2 separate regions of the Mus musculus genome follow, and region 1 is linked to region 2. The links are chromatin contacts, called in public ChIA-PET maps. All regions are on one chromosome and are shown on one strand. Each heading gives the region's core, a stretch centred on a gene start, on an enhancer-like site or on the middle of the called end of the contact. The rest is flanking DNA. Distances are from core to core; before and after follow the strand shown.

Evidence for each region. ChIA-PET counts read pairs in DNA pulled down with a chosen protein or histone mark.
Region 1: a contact with region 2 is called in an RNA polymerase II ChIA-PET map of memory CD8 T cells, with 11 read pairs. The contact joins two enhancer-like sites. A contact is called at or near these places in 2 of 39 promoter capture datasets (the C10 cell line and cranial neural crest) and 2 of 115 datasets of contacts at active chromatin or transcription factors (embryonic basal ganglia and memory CD8 T cells).

Annotation. Positions count from the first base shown.
Region 1 is chr11:71,993,529-71,999,946 of GRCm38.p6, forward strand. No RefSeq gene overlaps it. Among named protein-coding and RNA genes, the nearest start is that of Gm46262, 26 kb to the left of the region's middle. Within about 2 kb of position 2,568, at least 214 of the 459 cell types and tissues checked have an H3K27ac peak or open chromatin away from gene starts, as enhancers often do. A contact at or near this core is called in memory CD8 T cells, where this site is marked.
Region 2 is chr11:71,725,363-71,731,330 of GRCm38.p6, forward strand. No RefSeq gene overlaps it. Among named protein-coding and RNA genes, the nearest start is that of Gm12326, 12 kb to the right of the region's middle. Within about 2 kb of position 2,884, at least 22 of the 459 cell types and tissues checked have an H3K27ac peak or open chromatin away from gene starts, as enhancers often do. A contact at or near this core is called in memory CD8 T cells, where this site is marked.

The DNA.
Region 1 (6,418 bases), core at 1,318-3,817, 270 kb after region 2:
GCTGGCCGACCTAGAACAGTCACTGCAGGGAACAGCTTAGCACTTTCATAAAAGGCACTTGCGGGGCTCAGCAGTTTCAATTCTCGGGAATGGAAAGTATAGATTCACGTGGAGACTAGACACAGGTATGTCTAGCTTTAACCATTGTAGCCAAAGGTCTGTCACAGATTATAGTGCATTCATACAATGGAAGGCTGCCCAATAGAAAAGGGGTGGGGCTACAGATCGCTACAGATGCAAACAACATAGATGAAGTTTCAAATCATGTGAAGAAAACACCCAGCCCAATACTGCACGCCACATGAATCCATGTATTCCTAGAATTCACTGCTTCCCCCAATCCCTAACTGGGGCATAAGAAATGTATTACAAAAGCATGAGAAGGTCCTTTAGGATGCTGCATACACTCTAAAGTGGCTGTGGTAGTGAAGCTAGGTACCAGCCTGTGTGCTGGAAAGGAACATCTCACTGTACACCAATCACCCCGAAATAACACAGTGAGGGGATGCAAACAGATGTGAACCTTAGCCCAGAAAGTACATCGATGACTTCTGCTCTCTTTCTTATGATTAGAATCCCAGCACTCAGGAAGCAGAGGCAGGCGGATTTCTGAGTTCGAGGCCAGCCTGGTCTACAGAGTGAGTTCCCAGGACAGCCAGGACTACACAAAGAAACCCTGTCTCAAAAAAAAAAACAAAAAAACAAAACAAAACAAAAAACAAAAAACAACAAAAAGCATGCCGTCATGAAGGCCACCCAACTAGAAGAGAGCCGACATGAAGGCCACCCAACCAGAAGGGAGCCTAAGAAATAGTATCCAGCTGAATAGCCATCCAGGAAGCAGAGGGGAAATTGTTTTGGTGAATTTGATTTGTCTTTATTGTCAAGTTTAATTGATTTTGGAATCACTTAGGAGTCGCACCTCTGTGTATGTATGAGACTGCTTCCAGAGAAATTTAGCTGAGGAGGGAAGACCTGTCCTTAATACAGATAATGCCATCCATGAGCTGGAGTCCTGTACAGAGAGAGAGAGAGAGAGAGAGAGAGAGAGAGAGAGAGAGAGAGAGAGAGAGAGAGAGAGCATCTCCCTGCTTCCTGACAGCAGACATGGTGTGTCGCCTCACACTCCTGCCTCCATGATAAAAGTACCTTTCAAGTATTTTTTTTCTTCCTTTAAGATGCTTTTATCAACTATTTTAATTATTACAACAATAAGAAAAGTGGCTGTTACTGTGAACAACAGCACTGTGGCCACAACCTACTTTCTACCACTCAAAAGGTTACTGGAGAGAGAGCCCTTCCAAGACAGGTAAGTTAGGCAGACTAGTTGTTGTTGTTGTTCTAACAGAATACCTTATGCTAGATACTTTGTAAATAAGAACACAATTTGGGAAGCTGAAGAACAAAACCTGAGTGGCCCTATCAATTCAGCTTCTGGTGAGGGCTCCCTGAATGTGTTACAACATGGCAGAGGAGCTAAAAGAGAAACAGCTTATGAATGCAGAAAAACCCAAGCCCGTGAAGTGACCTCAATTTATAACAATTCACTCTCTGGAACTGGAGTTACAATTGCTTGTGAGCTGCCCTGTGGTTGCTGAGACTCAAACCCAAGCAAGAGCGGCCAGTGTTCCCAATTACAGAGCCACCTCTCCAGTCCCTTGAACACTAACGTCTAAGTTGGGGTTTGTATTCTTGCACAAAGCATCACGACCAAGAAGCAAGTTGGGGAGGAAAGGGTTTATTCAGCTTATACTTCCAAACTGCTGTTCATCACCAAAGGAAATCAGGACAGGAAGTCACACAGGGCAGGAACTTGGAGGCAGGAGCTGAGGCAGAGGCCATGGAGGGATGCTGCTTACTGGATTGCTCTCCCTGGCTTGCTCAGCCTGCTTTCTTATAGAACCCACGAACACAAGCCCAGGGATGGCACCACTCACAATGGGCCCTCCCACTTTTGATCACTAACTGAGAAATGCCTTAGAGCTGGATCTCATGGAGGCATTTCTTCAAGGGAGGCTCCTTTCTCTGTGATAACTCCAGCTCAAGTTGACACACAAAACCAGTTACCACACCCATTTCAACACCCGCACACTGGGTAACAACCCCCCTAACACTTGACAACTGGGATACAAGCCACATCTACCTGTGTGGGATCAGCGGGGAAGAGCCTTCCAGAAGTGAAGACATTCCAAAACCCAGTCCCAAAAAAATAAAGCAAAGGGGACACATGATCTGAGAATAGGGACAAGCAATCTGAGAGCTAGTGAACTGCCTTGCACGGCTGGTGAAGAAAGGCTGGTGACGGAGGTAGAGATCCCTGAAGCCTACCATGAGGGGGACAGAGTATCCCACAAACCCTAAGAACTCTGGAGAGCTTACAGTGCGTTCAGGCTTTTACATTGCAACAATTCTATTTTCCTACGCCGTGCAGACACTCATCTGGCTCCTTCCCCTGCATTTGGAATTAATACAGATCGGTGTGCCCTAAAGGCTGGGCTAGAGGCAGCCTCTGAACAGCGCGCTGAGGAGAGTCTCAAGGGGTGACTAAGGCTGCACTCCAGGAAACAGGAAACTGGCAGAGGCAGGAAGTCCTGTGTGGCTGGAGCCCAACTCAAAAACTCTTCTCCTATCTGAGTCATAGCAAGACAAAGGCTGCTGTTGCCCAGCAACAGAAGCCCCAGCTCCGGGCTTGGATTCCAGCTGGCTAACCCTTCCCCTTCGGAGGAGGGGAATCTGATTTCCAGCTTTCTTTCTCACCTTCCTAAACTCACCTGCACCAAGCTACCTGACATTCAGCCTGTCCCAAAAAGCACCAGCTTGGGATGGAGGGTACAGAGTCTGCTGGGGCCTCGCCCAAGGGAGCACAGCTAACTAGTAGCAGACCCGAGCTGGGAGTACCAGGTGTTCTGGCTTCTTCCTTTCCTGCGTGAGACCTCTTTATCCACCAGGTGCAAGCCGGAAGTGCCTATGGCAAAAACATTGACGGCGTAGGAAAGAAAGATTGGTTCCAAAAGATGAAAAGAAAACCGAAAGATCAAATTGATTAAAACGTCGAAAGCTTATAAAGTTGGCCATTGCACAGGATTCGTGAATGGAGCGGTATAAAATGTATAATTGAACAGTCCCTTTTGACCAAGTCGTTTCTAAAGCAAATTTATTTTTTTAAAAAAAATCATTTGGTTTGTTGTAGCAAGAAATAAACCCGCACCTAATGAGAGATAAATATTATATATGACAAGAGAAGCTTCCAGAAGTAAGACGGTAACAACTCAGTGGAGGCTCTACACGGTACTAACCAAACCATCCTCTGGTAGACAGGGCTTTGAGTTAGAGCCTGAGCTAAAAGCTATCCCGGAGCAACTGAGTCCCGGCGAACTCTCCTCTCCTGAATCCCAAAGCTTGGTGTATAGCTAACTGAGCTGCAGTCTCGTCTCAGAGACAGCCGCTTCCCTGACTGAGCATGCTCACTGCAGCTCCCAACAGCCTGCAGAATCCGCTGATCCTATTAGTGATAAGGGGGCCAGGGAAAAGCCCAATCTCGTGTTGCAAACAGATTATGTTGATGGAAACAAGATAGAGGCTAGGTGCTCAGCGGCAGCGGGGTGCCTGGGAGCAGCTTCCCTATAGAAACAAGTAAGCACACCCATGCTGCCTGGGGAAACGGAAGATGAAGGTGCTGTAATCTCATTTTTAGTGAGATGATCTCCACATGCCTGAGGAGTCAGCTCCCCACCCCCACCCACCTTCAGAAGGCCTCTGGAGAGAAGTTTAGGGAAGCATATATGGGGTAGGGGGACACAGGCTCAGGACCTGGAGCCCTGGGCTCTACTCCTGGATATGATCAAACTAGCTGACATCAGCAGATAAATAGTTCACCCCTCTGAATCTCAATTCTCTTTGTGTATTAGATGGCAGGAGGGAAAGAGATGACCAACTCCACACTTACATCCAGCACTAAGAGGCCATGAAGGTTAGCTTCTCTCTGCATCCATGTAGTCCAGGTGCTCTGAGGTCTGAGTAATCCCAAAATCCCATCGGCCCTGCAGTAAAGGCTTCCTGGTCCCTATCTCTGGTTGACCACTGGGGCTGCTGGCCCTATCCTGATTCCATCACTTCAGTTGAATAGATGCCTGGACACCAGTGGTGTTGGGGTCTCAAAGTGTTTTTCCTGTTAACACAAGAACCTAATTGCTACCCACCCCTGCCTCTGTGCTGCCCTGGTCATACATTCTCCTCTGCCGTGCTCGGGAACCCTCAATACAAGAGTATACATCTTCTTTGACGTAGTTTATTCTCTATTCCTTCTCACCATTGCTGGTGCCCCTCACTCATTTTCTTCTCTCTGAGCTCCAGTCTGCGGCTGTCCCCACTTAATCTTAAAGAATTCCCCTAGGCGTTTTGTGCCGTGGGTGCCCACTCAGCTCTTGTTCATCTGAAAATGGCTTGATAACGCCTTTGTTTTGATATGAAATGGATGTTTTTCACTGGCTGCAGAACTTTGCACTGGCCGTTCGGGCTGCTTCTTTGGTATCTCAGCATGCCAGCCACATCTCTGGTGTCTAAAGATCTCTGCTGTTTGGATGGGAAATCCATTGTCTCCGGTATCAGTGGTCCCCTGTGTGAAGCTTTGTTGTCTCTGCCTTCAATGTCTCCCTGTCTTTGTTTTTTAGGTAACTTGATACCGATATGTCCAGGTAGCCTCTCCTTTGCATTTATCTAACTGTGGAGTTTCCTGACTTTCGTGGATCTGTATTTCACAAAATTGGAGGAAATTTGGGACACTGCTCTATACACTTCTTTGCCCAGTTCTCTAGTTAATTATACACATCGCCGGCGACTTTATGTTGTCACACATGACACTAAGGCAATGTTTGACTTTGTCTCAATCATTTTGTTTCTTTACAAATTGGATAATTTCTGTGTTCTGTCTTCAATTTAACACATCTCTTCAATTTCACTGCCTTCTCCAATTTGCTCTTAAGCCCATTAGTAAACTTTTTTTCTCCCCCATTTCCTATTTCACTTTGAGATTCTGGAATTTCTATTCGGTTTTTATGTCTTCCCTTTTCTTCCTGTGTGTTTATCATGGCGATTGTGTCCATGTGTTTTGGTTTGGTTGTTTGTGAGTTTGTTTGTTTGTTTTTATATTTGTTAATTTCACTTTTTATATGTGTGAGTGTCTTGCCTGCCTGGACATATGTGCTTCGTGCACATGCCTGAAGCCAGAGGAAGCCAGAAGAAGGTGTTAGATGCCCTAACAAACGACTTTTAACCACATGTGGGTGCTAGGAGCTGAATACAAGATCTCTGGAAGAGCAACAAGTGCTTTTTTTATATATGAATATTTCAGAATATATTTTGAAAGAAGTGGGTTCTCCATTCCAAATTATATTTAAATAAAACCTAACAATTTTCTTAATATAATTTAATGGAGATTCAGGAAATCATTTTCTTTTTTGACTAAAGAAAAATTTTTGTTTGCTTGCTGTTTTTTTTAATTAGATATTTTCTTTATTTACATTTCAAATGTTATCCCCTTTCCTAGTTTCCCCTCCGAAAATCCCCTATCCTATCTCCCTTTCTCCTGCTCCCCAGCCCACGCACTCCTGCTTCCTGGCCCAGGCATTCCCCTCTACTGGAGCATAGAACCTTCGCAGGACCAAGGGCCATTCCTCCCATTGACGACCAACTAGGCCATCCTCAGCCAGGGCCACAAGTACTTCCATGTGTTTTCTTTGATTGGTGGTTTAGTTCCAGGGAGCTCTGGGGTTACCGAGTTCATATTGTTGTTCCTCCTTCAGCTCCTTGAGTACCTTCTCTAGCTCCTTCATTGGGGATCCTGTGCTCCATCTAATGGATGACTGTGAGGATCCACTTTGCAACAAGTGCTCTTAACTGCAGAGCCAGCCCTTTAGCCCCAAGTATATGTGTATTTTAATAGCTTCTTTTAACAGATTTTTTTTCCAACTAATTCCAGTTTGAATCATTTTACAGTCTATTTGCATTGGCTTCCTTTTTCCTGTGATGCCAATCACCATCTCCTGCTTTTTGTATCCAGTAATTCTTAGGGGCATACCATCAGTGTGGGTAATATATTGTAGAGACTCTGCAGTCTTTGTTTTCTCCAAGATGAAAGCTGGTTTTGTTCTAGCAGGAGGTCAAGTTACTAGATAACCACCCTGAGGTCCTGAAGAGACAGTTTTGGATATTGTTCTCCTTCAGTCATACAAGTCCCTAGATATAGGCTCTCCTAGTACAATGAGAACTCTCTGAAAGTCCAGTGGAAGGGAAAATCCAATATTCTATGAAGCCTCGTGACTTGACAGGATCTATACCCCACTCTCATTTCCCTAAAAAAATAAAATCTGTGTTCAACTGCTTTAGCCTATTGGCTGTTTGTTTTTTCTGAGCTCTAGAC
Region 2 (5,968 bases), core at 1,634-4,133:
TCCCATAGCTCTCTGTCCCCTAACTGTGCCAGCCTTGCTCTCAGCTACCCCATTTCCAACTCTCTCAGAAGCCTGGGCTTGAGACCTGAGAAAGGTTTTCTGGAGAAATAGAGAGACGGTGGTGGGGCCACAGGGCCCAAGAATGAACTCTGAGGCATTACCAGGAGAGGACAGGGCAGAGTGAGTATTTGAGTTTCAGCTGGGAAGACCAGGAAGCAGCGATTCCTTCTCTGAGAAGGGGAGACCCCTAAATAGGGGAGGATTAGTGTGCCAGCTCACTTCCCTTGGCACTGAGTCTAGACTGAGGGCATCCATCTGTACAGTTGCTAGAAGATGTCTTGCACCCACTGTCCCCACCATGAGCAGCCTGTGGAACTGTGTAACACTTCTTTCCCAGTAGCTACTGTCCTCAGACCTGCCAGAGCTCCTGTCTTATCCTCGTTCATTTCTTCCACTGTCCAAGGACTCACCTTCCATCAGTAGAAAGCGAATGTCTCCTGTAAAGGCTCTGAAATCAGGGGTGGATGGGGTTAGGTTAGGGTTAAGGATAGAGCTAGGTCTTAGGGTTAAGATTAAGCTTAGGACTAAGGATAAAGGTTAGCACAAGCCTGGCCATTTTCCCCAGGAACAGATTATTTCACAAATGGTCTCTCTGTACTTGTTACTTTTCTTATTTCTGTAATGAAATATCTGTCAAATCAGCTTAAGGATAGAAGAGTTTATTTCAGTTTTGTGGTAGGGCTGATCTGAAGGAGCCAACCTGAGCTAGCCGGGTTTGTAGGCCATTTAGCTGGTGAAGCAGGCAAGCTGCCGGTGACCTTTCTTATTACCATCCAGTGAGACCCTCACAACATTCCCATGCACTTAGGAGCACTGTGTAGCCTATAATGAACTCCAATAATCATTCTGTCATCTAAAACTTGCAAGAGACACAGCAAGCAATTAATTAGCAGAGCCAGTACATTCATTAAGTCACGGAGCGATAGTAAGACACAGCTAGTCTGTGGGCTCTGAGCTTAGTCGGCTAACCTCATCAGACAGAGTCTGGAACCTGGAAACCAAAGAGGAAGGGGTCTCACTTGTCATCCACTGCTAAAACAGCCCAGAATGGCTTCAACCACTCATGTACTCATCTCTGTTCAGTGTCCTGATCCATCAGCTGCAGAACCAGTGTGTCAGGTCTCTGTGTCAGGACCCTATAGATGCTGCTCCTTCTGGGCCAGGAGATGCAGCAGCCTAAAGGAATCTGGGAGATGGAGGTGGTCAGCCACAGGGAGAAGGTGGAGACGGCCCTGCTTATACTTGCTGTGATTATTATATCCCCCACTCAGACTCGTTTCGTAAATGTAGGTGACCAACATCTGTTCTCAGCCAATGAGTGACCGGCGGAAAGTGTGACGTTAGCCCTTTGGCACAGAAGGTATGGTGCTCTGGTCGATGGTAGCAGTGGTTGTGGGTTGCAGTGGAGAAGAAAGGCGAGCTTTGAAAAAAAAACCCTAGTCTCCTGTCAGCTTTCATCGTGATTTGAAGACAGGTCTCTGCTGCACGCAGAAAGGATTTAGCTCCAAGATACAATAAAACCACATTTAAAAATTCATCCAACTTCAGGGCATCGGGACACTGAAGGAAAGGAACTTTCTGATAAAGTAACAATAATCCAGTTTAGAAGACAGTTGCCATGGTTACCTCCAGTCTCTGGGGTTGTTTTTCATTTGGCAAGAGGTATTAGATATCTTTCCAAGGTAAGCTGAATGGACCAAGAGGCCTGAGGAACACAGTATGTCCTGGGGCTCAGGTCATTCGATCCTGTGATAGCTAGAGTCACTGGCCAAGTGACAGTCCACCCCAGATAGAGTCTGATGCTCCAGAGAGGGCACATTCTACCCATCAGTTGAACAGGAGGAACTGAGCCCCTACACCAGTGATAGCATTCAGGGATGTCAGCCAGCTGCACTTGAGGGGTTCTAGATAGGTAGATGCTGTCTGCATCCATTTCCTTACCAGTAACCTCACACGGGAGGTAATACGTCTACATTGCAGATGAAGCAACTGAGGCTCAGGACACCGAAGATGCTCAGCAGAGCTCACACAATACTGGAGTTGGTGTTCCAACCCCAACAGCTCACATGCTGAAGATTTAGTTCCCAGTGCAACAGAGCTCAGAGAGGGTGTTTGGGGGAAATGAATAGATTACACGGGCTCTTACCCCCTTGTTGATGAACTGATTCCCATTGTCTGTGAACTGTCTGGGACACTGGCTCAGTCCCCTTGCATGGGGCAGCTGTGTTCTCAGTTGTTCCTCCCCTGAGGCCCCGAAGGAAATGAATTCAGCCCAACTGTGGGTCTGTCTATGGGGTGTATGGCCTACAGCAGTGCTCACCTGGGGTGATTCTGCACTACCTAAAAGGACAGCTGCCTCTATCTAGAGGGGTTTGGGTTGTTTGGCTGGGGGAAGGGATACATCCACCACCACCACCCGCCAGCAGTGTCTTCTAGGACAGCTGTTCTCAACCTGTGCATTTGGAGGGTCACTTAAGAGTATCGGGAAGCTTTACATTATGATTCATAACAGTAGCAAATGTATAGTTATGAAGTAGCAACAATATAATTTTATGGTTGGGGGTCACCACATGAGTAACTGTATTGAAGGGTTTCAGCATTAGGAAGGAAGAGAACCACTGCTCTAGGAGGAAGCCCAGTAATAGTGCTAAGCATTAAATAAGGCATGATACACACACACACACACACACACACACACACACACACACACACAGAGAGAGAGAGAGAGAGAGAGAGAGAGAGAGAGAGAGAGAGAGAGAGAGAGAGAGTCACCTGGACATTGTGAGAGCAGAAAGGCCTTCCACTGCAGTGAGCACACTGCCACTCCATACCCCTCTAACCACTAACCACATCCGGCAATTGAGCCCCTGAAACGTGGCCAGTCATGACTGAGGAACTAAATGTTCAAGTTTATTTCATTGTAATTAATTTGATTTTAACCTTAAATAGCCACATGCGGTTGGCTAATGGAAGCTGTGTGGACCAGTTCTGTTCTCAGCAGGATGCAGAGAGTCTTCCTTGGTTCCTGAGGGGAAGCTTCACTCCCAACTGCAGAAGTGTCTTCAGGGCACATTTCCCTGAACGAAAGATTTCCTACCACATTCTCCCTGGCCAAGCAGGCCTTCAGTCCGTGCTGGGGCTTGAGTCCAGCTCTCACCTGCTCTCCAGTGAGCCCTTTCTGGCTTCCAACAGATCCTGTCCAGACCCCTGAGACTGTGACCCTGAACCACAGGTATGAAGAGGAAGTTGAGTTCATGAATCATTTCCTCTCAAGAGAACTCTAACCTGCCCCTTTCTTCCCAGCCATCAGCTCTGCTCTACTGAGAGGTGTGGCTGGGCAAAATGCTTGTCCTTCCTTCAGGGATAGCAAACTCTCACCCTCCCGAACTTTTGGGAGTTCTGCTGGAGAATGGAGGAACCTGCCCCAAGGGTAACTTAATGTCCCTGCACAGGTAGAGATTGTGACAACTCCAGGCAGCAGCCCCTCTGGCTTATTATACACCCAGTCCAAGAAACTGACTTCTATGTAGCCAGGCAGAAACCTTAGATGGAGGAAAGCCGTTGAAGCCTAGCAGGAGCTGGGAGAGGATGCGCAGAATAGGGGTTTGTTCAGGAGGGTGGGAGGGATGAAGAAAGAGAAATCGTCTTGCCAAAGGGTCATAAGGGTTTTAATATCATTCCTATTTCAGAAATAAAGGTGAGCTCAGATGGATTAAGCCACTTATCCAAAGCAACACAGCAAGTTCATGGTAGAATTATCCTTTGAACCTGAGTCTACCAGTCTCCAAGCCCCGCCATGTTAAATCTGAGGCATCAGTAAGAGGATGTGTCACTGGACTTTCAAGGGTGTCACAAAGCCCTCTGTGGGTCATTTGTTCAAAACAAAAACCCTGATTTTCTGGAGGCCAGGCCAAAGAAGATGTATGGCGGTAGCATCGCTTTGGCACCAAGGTGAAGATGAGACAGAGTGGCTCCCTCCCAATTCTGCTTGGGAAGCCAGCTGTGCCTCTAATTGGCTCCGGGGATAAAGATGTGGTTGGGGGATGGCTATTTATTTCACAGTGGGAAACATACATCCTGATTTGTGTGATCAAAATCCAGTCTGACTCTCTGGGGTGCTGCTGGGGGGGGGGGGAGGTTGGGAGCTGGCAGGGACAGCCACTGGGCTGGGGAGCTGCTTAGCTTTGAAGTGTTTGCAGAGCCTCCTAATTAAAGGACAGGCCCACAAGGAAGCAAGCTGAGTAATGTGGGGAATTGGAATCTGGATGGCTGCGAATCTCCATGTTGAAATTAATCCGTTTTCTGGCTCTAAGAGGATGTTCTCTGGTCTCGTCTTCCATGCATGTGGCTTTACAGCTATTATCCAATTATGCCTCTTTAGAGTTTAAATGTATGTTCTGGAGCAAACAAGGGTGACAAATGGGTGGCAAGAATTTACTAGCTACTACTCTGTGCCCTTGACAGACATCACTAATCAATCAAAGTACCATTTTATAGAGAGGTTACTGGAAGTTTTGGAATGTTTTGTAGAGTAGGATCTAGATGTGGTCTACTATGTCGGGACAGCCTAGAGAACAGGTAGGACCCCCATCCCCCTTCCGTGTGTTTTTATGTGTGTATTGCCTATGTATATGTATTCATATTTCCTATATGTAGGCATATGTACTATGGGGTTATATGCACACATGTAAACACATCCATATAGAGGGCTGAGATTGATGTTAGGAATCACTCTCAAGCTCACTTCCATATTCCTTGAGAAGGGTCTCTCAATCAAACTCAGAGGTCACCAAAATGCTTAGTCTAGATAGCCAGCTTTTTCTGGGCCCTCCTTCTGAGGTTGGGATGACAGGTAAACTACCATGACCACCAGGCTAATGCGTAGGAGTGGGTTCTGGAGATTTGTACCATAGTGAGTTCTTTAAACACTGAACACCCAAGGACAGGTAGATCTTACTTAAAGCCATTGCTGTAATAACCTTTATGATACTAGGATAACAAGAATAGGTGAGCTTGCAGCCCAGGATCAGAGGGCCTCCAGTTCACAGTGCCATTCGGCTGCCTCCTAAGCACTTTCTATTCTCTCTTCTCAGCTAAGTGATGGATCAAGCCTTTCACTGAACACATACAGGAACGGGAACTCACTACTTTATAGGTGACATGTATCCCCTGGGGCCAGCTCCTAATAGTGTAGGCTCTGGAATGAGCTGCTCCTAAAGTGTTTGTCCTGGTTCATCCTCTCACAACTGACCCTGAGCATAGCCCATGTGCTCTTCAGAAGGGGTCGTGCCCCTGTCAGGCAGGTTCGAGAACTACTAAATGGATAATCAAAACTTGCCAAGTACCTTCTGCATGACTGGTGTACAGAGCATAGAGGTTTTAAATTTTTAAATGGTGACGAAATTTGCCTTATGAAATACCGTTCCAGGGGCTACTTGGGGATTCCAGAATAGGTCTGTTTCCTCATTCCCATGACAGCCTGGCATACATTTAAGACACACTTTATGAAGACAGAGTGTCATATCTTTTCCAGTTCCTTCAGCATTTCCAGAAATCTGTGCAGTGCTGTCTCTGCACAGGCTCTCAAACTGTGGACCCAATTCTCTGGGGAGCTCTGCTGACAGCTGGCCAGGCAGGACTGCCCACAGCCACATCTCTCACTGTAGGCGCCTGCATTGTTTTATTTGAATATTCACTTCATTCACTTAACCAATAATTCACAGGACTTGGGGGTATTTCGCTACCATTTCTGCTATCTGGGTCCCAATCCTACATGACCTCCCTAAATTGTGTCACCAGCTGGCGACAGAGGGGCCATCACAGAAGCTCGTGGGAGACATTTCTGACTCAAACCATACGACTAGGACTTCCTATCTTTTTTTTTCTTTTGGTTTTTCGAGACAGGGTT